2 separate regions of the Mus musculus genome follow, and region 1 is linked to region 2. Evidence: chromatin contacts called from public Hi-C data. All regions are on one chromosome and are shown on one strand. The core of a region is the stretch at or near the end of the contact, and the rest is flanking DNA. Distances in the headings are between cores, read along the strand shown.

Region 1 (3,628 bases), core at 33-2,532, 230 kb before region 2:
CCCAGCCTTATTTCAATTGTCTTATTCAAGATCAAGAAAGCATTTCGTCTAAATGATAGTATAAGACTATAAAAGCCCAGTTTGGAAAGAGAGCTGTGTCTGGCAGGTGCAGGCCCAGTGGGGTTCTTTTTTTGCTTTCACAGAGCGTCTGCGTGGAAAGCAGCCTAAGATGTTCTCTTTGACTAGCAAGCTAGTTTAGCCTGCAAACTCTGGGGGCTTACAGTGGATGTTCGCGATTACCACATGGGCAGTAGCTTCCATGTTTGTAGACCCTAGAGGTACTGATGTGACATGGGGTGACTGTCAGCTTTTGTGCCAGCATGCACCCAAGCTTCACCAAGGGACTGTCAGAACAAAGAGCTCACGTGTTTATAGAGCATCCCCTACTCTCCCACACTCTCACTGTAATGTTAGAAGCATGCCCTCTAGAGACCCCTCCTCATGCTTTCAGCTGGCCCTCCCTCCTTCTACCTCCATGGCCACCCCTGCCCAAGCCCCCCCCCTCCGCCCCCCAGAGTTCTCTGATTGGGATGGCACTTATGTCCCCTTGTCTGGCTCCTGTTGTCAGAACATGTTTCCCTGAGCTCGGGGTCTGTTTTCTATCCAAATCCTCTATGTCTTTGTCCCTTCTGACATAGGGAGCCCATGGTTACTTTCTTACATCCTCCTCCCAAGCAGTGTGATGACACTGATCTCTGAGTCAGTCTGGGACCTCCTCTTGCCTGCGGGAGTCTGACCTACTGATGGACTGCCCCTGGGCCTGGGCTGGTATCGTCCTGATGGGTGTCCCCTCACTTGCTCTTGCTGTCACTCTGAGTATCTGCTTCTCCTTTAGTGTTGTAATCTATGTCAGCTCTTCGGGGTGGTATCAGCAGGTGTGCCACATGCCCTGCCCTGATCAATTGCTTATTTGGGGCTACTTTCTGTGATCCATTTCTTGAATTCTGTCTCTAGATGGAACAGAGGGCAGGGACAGAGTCTGCCCAGGACATTTCAGGGTCCTCAGCGTTGTGGGTCAGTTCCTAGGCCAGCCCCAGGGTCATTGCTGGGCTGTGGCTCAGCTTAGCCTCACCTTCTAATTAGCCATAGCTTATGCTCCACCTGTCCGAGGGGACTTGCTGTGCCCTCCTTGCCTCGGAGGTGTCTCGACCACACCCTGCCTGGTGCCCTGGGGTTAGGTGAGCTATTTTGGGCCTGGCCTCTGCTCCTAAGTCTATGTCCAGCCAGGCTATTTCTGGGAAAATCCTTTTCTGATTTCCCCAGCAGCCCAACTTTGTCCCACAATGCATTTCTGGGAACCGCACTGGCCCACCTGCTTCCGGAGACACCACATAGGAAGTGAGTCACTCAGGCGTCCCGAGTGGGGCACACGCAAAGCTGACCCCGTGAATCTGACAGCTCAACCCCTGGTCTGGGTCTCAGGGGAGGCAGGGCCTCCTGTCTCCCCAAACAAGGAAACTGAGTTGGGAGGTCGTGATCCCTTGGGCTACTCACTCAAGAGGAAGCATGAGGCAGACGATTAAAAAGAGGTTCTGATGTTAGTTAGGCTCTGCTGTGCCCTAGCTTCAGGTTAAAACAAACATCCATGAAGAACCCAGCTCAGAAAACAACTTGGTTACTGGCCTATGGTAGGGAGGGGAGAAGGCCTTTGCCCCTAGTAGCTTGTATAAGTGGGTCCCAAGGACCGCTGCTCTCTCTGTTGGAAGTTGCTTTGATGGATTGATATTGGTGGGAGGCATGGGTAACTCATTTTTAATTTTTGCTTTATGGTTGTTTGGGGGTTTTTGTTGTTGTTTGTTTTTTTGTTTTTAAAGATGGGGGTTGCCAGGTCGTAGTGGCACATGCCTTTAATCCTAGCACTTGTAGGCAAAGGCAGGCAGATCTCTGAGTTCAAGGTCAGTCTAGTCTACAGAGTGAGTTCCAGTCAGGGCTCCACAGAGAAACCCAAAATAAAATAAAATAAAATAAAATAAAATAAAATAAAATAAAATAAAAAATAAGGTCTCATGTAGCTCAGGCTAGCCTAAACTCATTATGTAGCCAAGGATGATCCTTAACTGTCAAGCCTCCTGCCTCCATCTCCTGAGACTTGAGATGACAGCATTGGTTTATACCATGCTGGGAATGTAATCTGGGGTTTCTTGCAGGTCAGGCAAATATTCTACCAAACCCCCATAGTTTGTACCCATAGCTCCTCTCCCAAGCTGTGAGCCTGGGTTGTTGCCCATTCCTGGCCCTAAACCCACCGCTCATTGCTCTGTCTTCTCCTTCCAGCCTGCTAACTCTTGATCTCCAGTGGCATTGCCAGCTCCCATTGGACCCCTGGGAATAGTCAACACGGATCTGCCCTGGGGGTGCTGTGGTCACTTCATGGGGTGGATGATGGGCGATCAACAGGAAATTAGTGACCAGCAGCTTACACCTCAGGGCTGGGCTTCCCCGGAATTCTCTGCTCGTAGCTTTGCTCCTCTGCCTTGCAAACTCTTATTCATCCTTCAATACCCTCCAGGCCCTGCTCCTCTTGTCTGCAGTGGAGTGTTGATAAATGCTGACCTTAGTGACAACAGAAGACTAGACACTCCCACTGCCGTAACCTGGGAGCTCATGTGGCTTCTGATCTGGGCCCATCCTTTCCTTGGAACATGAGTCTGCCCTCCCCCTCCCTCTTTCTCCTCTATCCCTTATTCTTCCTCCTCCATTTTTTCCCTTTTGTTTCCCCCCAGCCTGAACTCAGACTCTTCAGGTGTTGGAGAATATCCTTGAACTTCCGATTCTCCTGCCTCCGCCTCCTGAGAGCTGGGATTACAGAGCTGTGTGGCCATATCTGATTTATGTGATGCTGGGGATGGAGGCCCCCCTCCCCCCCGGGGGGGGGGGAACTTTACAAATGCTAAGCAAGCACGATACCAACTGAGCCGTGTGTCCCAGTCCACATGTGACCTCCGTTGTGCTCACCAAAGTCACCTAGAATCTTTTAATTCCATCTCAAAGACAGAGTTGGGGTGACCCCAGGGGATTCTGGGTCACATATTCTTTGACTTTCCCCAAATAAGTGGATATAGGAAAAGTGCTGCAGGCTGTCTTCAAGGTTATGGAGTCCCTGAGTTCCCCCTTCCATGCCCACCCCACCCCCGCCGCCATGTACATCTCCAGGAAGGCTGTGAGTGAGTCAGAACCTTGTGCAGACTGCAAGGAGGCTCTGCTCTGGTCCTTTCCACCCTGGGTTTCATCCCAGAGGGGTGAGCGGGTCCACAGCGGCCAGAGGGTTACATCACGGGCTTCTCTCACAGAGCAGGCTTCGTGCCCTCTTCCCCTTGTGTACTAGGCAGACCCCACCTCCTGCCTGTTCTAGGCAGCCTTTCATCCCCAAGGAAGCCCACCACACCCACACCCACCACAATTGCAGTAGCCACCTCCCTCCTCAGATTAGCTACAGTGTATCTGAGCTTGTATGTGGCCATCTTGTGTGTCCCTGGCTCACTGAGTCTGAGGTCTTCCCTGGAGGCCCCTGAGCCACTTGCTGTGGAAGACCCCAGGAATGGCTAAGGAGCAGGGAGTCACTGCCCTGGATGGCCACAGTGTGCTCAGTGTTTAAGCCTGTACTATTCCATCTCTTTTCAGAAGCCAG
Region 2 (3,559 bases), core at 925-3,424:
CTACCCAGCAGAAAATCCTTCTTCCCTACCCTCACAATAGAAGTCACAGGACTGGGGTCTAGTCTGCTGCTTTGGGGGTCATATGACTATCAGGCCATATGATCTTAAACCATTCTGTGAGGGTGGGAATGTGGGCTGACAGATCAATCAGTGTGGGTGGTCATGTACCAGCAAAGAATGAAGATGGGTGGAGTTGGCCTGGGAAGGTTGTCACAGGGGCTGGACAGACAGACTCCTCACCCGTAGCATGGGGACAGATCTGCCTCCCTATTGGTTCAGAATCAGAGTCAGGGCTGAAAATCCCACAAGCTTCAAGGGCTGAGGGTATATGTAGGTGATCTGAGGTTTGTGGGAGCAGATGGGGCTGGGAGTGGAAAGCAGGCCGTCTTAGGAAGCTAAGGGGCCGCTCATAGGGAGAGCATGGCTCCTGTCTAGCCTGTGGACAGGACTGGACCTTGCCACAGCCCTGCCCCTAGCTCTCCTGACCTAGTCTTAGATCAATCCCTACCTCAAGTGGCCTTCAGCCTCAGTGGACCGGGGTCCATGAGCTGACAGGGGACAGTTGGAGGCTGGAGATTCTAGGCCAACATCTGTCCCAGTCAGTTTATCTAAACAGAAAACCGAGAAATCATTCCAGACGTCTCAGAAGCTCTGAACACATGTGGCTCGTTCTGCCTTCGTGTCTGGAAACACTGACCCACATCTGTGCGCCCAGGGCTTTTGAGGGAAAGCACGTTCCAGCACCTACCCTGTGTTGGGACAGACCTAGGTCCAGGAAGTGTGGATGGCAAGGATGTGGAAGCTGGGGACATTTGTTTCTAGTGTGCTCCTGTTCCTTCTCTTAGCCTATGTCCCGTGTGACCCAGACCCTAGAGCCAATCACTCACCTGGATCCACAAGTCTCTGAGGCAGGTCTCCATACCTATGGAGGGAGGTGATGAAGCATCCCACTGCTCACTGCTGTTGCTGTTCACTGTCCTGCCTGGGCTGGAAGCTCTGTCCTGCCCTAGGCCACAGAGGCCTGGGCTGAGAAGGATGTGTTCCCACACTTAAAAGCCACAGGGGTGTTTATGAGGCTGAGCAGAGGAGAAAGGCATTACAACAAGGGATTGCATGTGTGAGGCAGGAGGCGTGACGTGACAGCAGCAGGTCAGAGAGAGCCAGCAGCCTACCCTGGACCAGACGCCATTCCCTCCTGATGGCCTGGCTGCCATCCTTGCTCTTCCATATGTTTTTCAAACATGCTGGGCCTCTGGTCTGTGATCAAATGTGTTACATGTGTGTGTATGTGTGTGTACGTACACGTGACTGCAGGTGTGTGATGTGCATGTCTGCGCTGTGTATGTATAGGTGTATGCTGTAACACTTCCTGCCTCACAGATGCAATCCCTTGTTGTAATGCCTTCCTTCTCTGCTGGCTTCATAAACACCCCTGTGGCTTTTAAGTGCAGGGACACAGCCTTCTGAGGCCAGGTCTCTGTGGCCTAGGGCAGGACAGAGCATCGCTGTGTGTTTTTGTGTGCACATGTATACACTTCCACTTGTGTGTGTCCAAGCATGTGAATCTGTGTGCTTGTATCAGTGCCTGGATCTGCACCCTGTGTGCTGGTGTTGAGGACGTATACCCACTCGGCCTGCCCTTGCACTTCTGCTGGACATGCAGGTCCCCCGGCCAGCTGAGTCTACCTGCACTCAGGCATTACAGGGGCATGGTGAGAGCTTCCGTACCCAGGAAATGCTGGCTGGGGACAAGTGGAATTGGTGGCCTGGGTGGGAGAAAGCATAAATCTCTTCTACTTGGATGCAGCTAGACTGGGAACGTGGAGGCCTGACTGATCTCCATACGCCTCAGCTTCACCTGTCTGAAGAGAACATTCACTCAGGTTGCTAGGTAAGGCCACTCTCCTGGTAAACCCCACATGAAGGGTCCAATCTTCCCCTGGCTGATGCTGCCTGCAGACTGGCTTTTGTTGTTTCAGGGACCTTCCAGAGAGGCAAAGGCTAGCAAGGCCTTCTGGGTCCCTTGCTGGACTCTTAGGTTCCTGCAGTGATCCCAGTGCCCCGTGCCCAGCCTTTCTTCCAGTGGCTTAGCCATCCCTTGATTTGTACAGAGTCCCAGCTGCTGTCCCTGCCTCCCAAGTTCAGAGGTCACCCTGGTCAGGAAAGAGCTGTCTTGCTCATCTAACTTCCTGTCTGGGGAGCAAAGCTACCCAGTTCCTTCCAGCCACGACCAACCACATCTACATTCGAGGTTAATAAGAGGTGGAGGCCCTGGGGGGCACTGCAGCAGATGTGCTCTGGAGGGCAGAGTAGTTCTCAGTGGGGGTCCTCTCACCAGTTCAGGGATTGCAAGAGGTCCAGGAGGATGGAATATGTGGCCTCCAAAACAGTCACATATCCCTTGCTCCTTGAATTCCACTGACACTTACAAAGAAAGTCTGGGAGTTGGGGACTCAGATCAATGTCACAATACTTGCCTAGCAGGTGTAAGGCTCTGGATTCTATTCTGAGTGCAGATTGGGGTAGGAAGACACAGAAAGAGCCTGAAGTTGGGCGTGGTGGTGCACACCTGTACTGTGAGCATCTGGGAGGCAGAGGCAGGATGGTCCCCGGTTCAAGACTACCTCTGTCTCAAAAGAAAATGTAAACCCAACTGTGATATCAACGCTCTGGAGGCAGAGACAGAATTATTTCAAGTGAGAGGCCAGCCTGGACTACATCGAGAGGTCCAGTGACAGAGCCCGGGATGTGGCAGGTCCCCAAGCTGGGTGAAGATGGGGATGGCTGCATCACCCTTAGCTGAGGGCTCTTCTTTGTCACCTGGATTCTACACAGAGCACAGGGCCAAGCCGAATAAAGTCCTGACATTCTCATTTAATTTCCTCTTGAGAAATGGCAGCACCATGTGACCTCTCTCTGTGTTTATTATAAATCTAATACCCCGTGTTTCAGTTCAGTGAACGCACATCTTATTTGGAACCTGGGTTTGAAGTCGCCTAAAGCTGGCCGGAATGTAATTGTACTGGTGCATACAAGAGCCTGTTAATTTCTGTTGGGCCTCACAAGCTCTGCACTGGTTTGGGGACTGTCCCTCCTGCACAGTGGGACAGCGTGAGGACCAGGCACTTTTTGCCCAGGATGTGACTGGCATTTTGTGCACTATGAAAATGAAAACGTAATTTTGAAACTGTTCACAGATTGTTTGTTTGTTTGTTTGGACAACAACAAAAAATCATATTACAAGCCATTAGGCCAAGCCCTTTTCTCCCCTCCCCTCCCCTCCCCTCCCCTCCCCTCCCCTCCCCTCCCCTCCCCTCCCCTCCCCTCCCCTCCCCTCCCCTCCTCTCCCCCCTCCCCTCCCCTGTCCTCCCCTGTCCTCCCCTCCCCTCCCCTCCCCTGTCCTCCCCTCCCCTGTCCTCCCCTCCCCTGTCCTCCCCTCCCCTCCCCTGTCCTCCCCTCTCCTTCCCTCCCCTTCCCTGTCCTCCCCTCTCCTTCCCTCCATTTTCTCCCCTCCCCTCCTTTTCCTCCCTCCCTCCCTCCCTTCCTTCCTTCCTTCCTT

What was found. Hi-C and Micro-C count contacts between places; a contact is called where the count stands out from the background.
Region 1: a contact with region 2 is called in a Hi-C map of bone marrow-derived macrophages, with 34 read pairs. The contact joins two enhancer-like sites. A contact is called at or near these places in 2 of 484 Hi-C or Micro-C datasets (the HPC-7 cell line and bone marrow-derived macrophages), 2 of 115 datasets of contacts at active chromatin or transcription factors (embryonic stem cells and stem cell-derived neural progenitor cells) and 2 of 9 other capture datasets (liver and pancreatic islet).

What each region holds. Positions count from the first base shown.
Region 1 is chr5:139,058,390-139,062,017 of GRCm38.p6, reverse strand. All of the region lies in intron 6 of Prkar1b (protein kinase, cAMP dependent regulatory, type I beta), which reads left to right. Among named protein-coding and RNA genes, the nearest start is that of Pdgfa, 65 kb to the right of the region's middle. Within about 2 kb of position 1,282, at least 40 of the 459 cell types and tissues checked have an H3K27ac peak or open chromatin away from gene starts, as enhancers often do. A contact at or near this core is called in bone marrow-derived macrophages, where this site is marked.
Region 2 is chr5:138,826,671-138,830,229 of GRCm38.p6, reverse strand. No RefSeq gene overlaps it. Among named protein-coding and RNA genes, the nearest start is that of Gm30206, 3.2 kb to the right of the region's middle. Within about 2 kb of position 2,174, at least 16 of the 459 cell types and tissues checked have an H3K27ac peak or open chromatin away from gene starts, as enhancers often do. A contact at or near this core is called in bone marrow-derived macrophages, where this site is marked.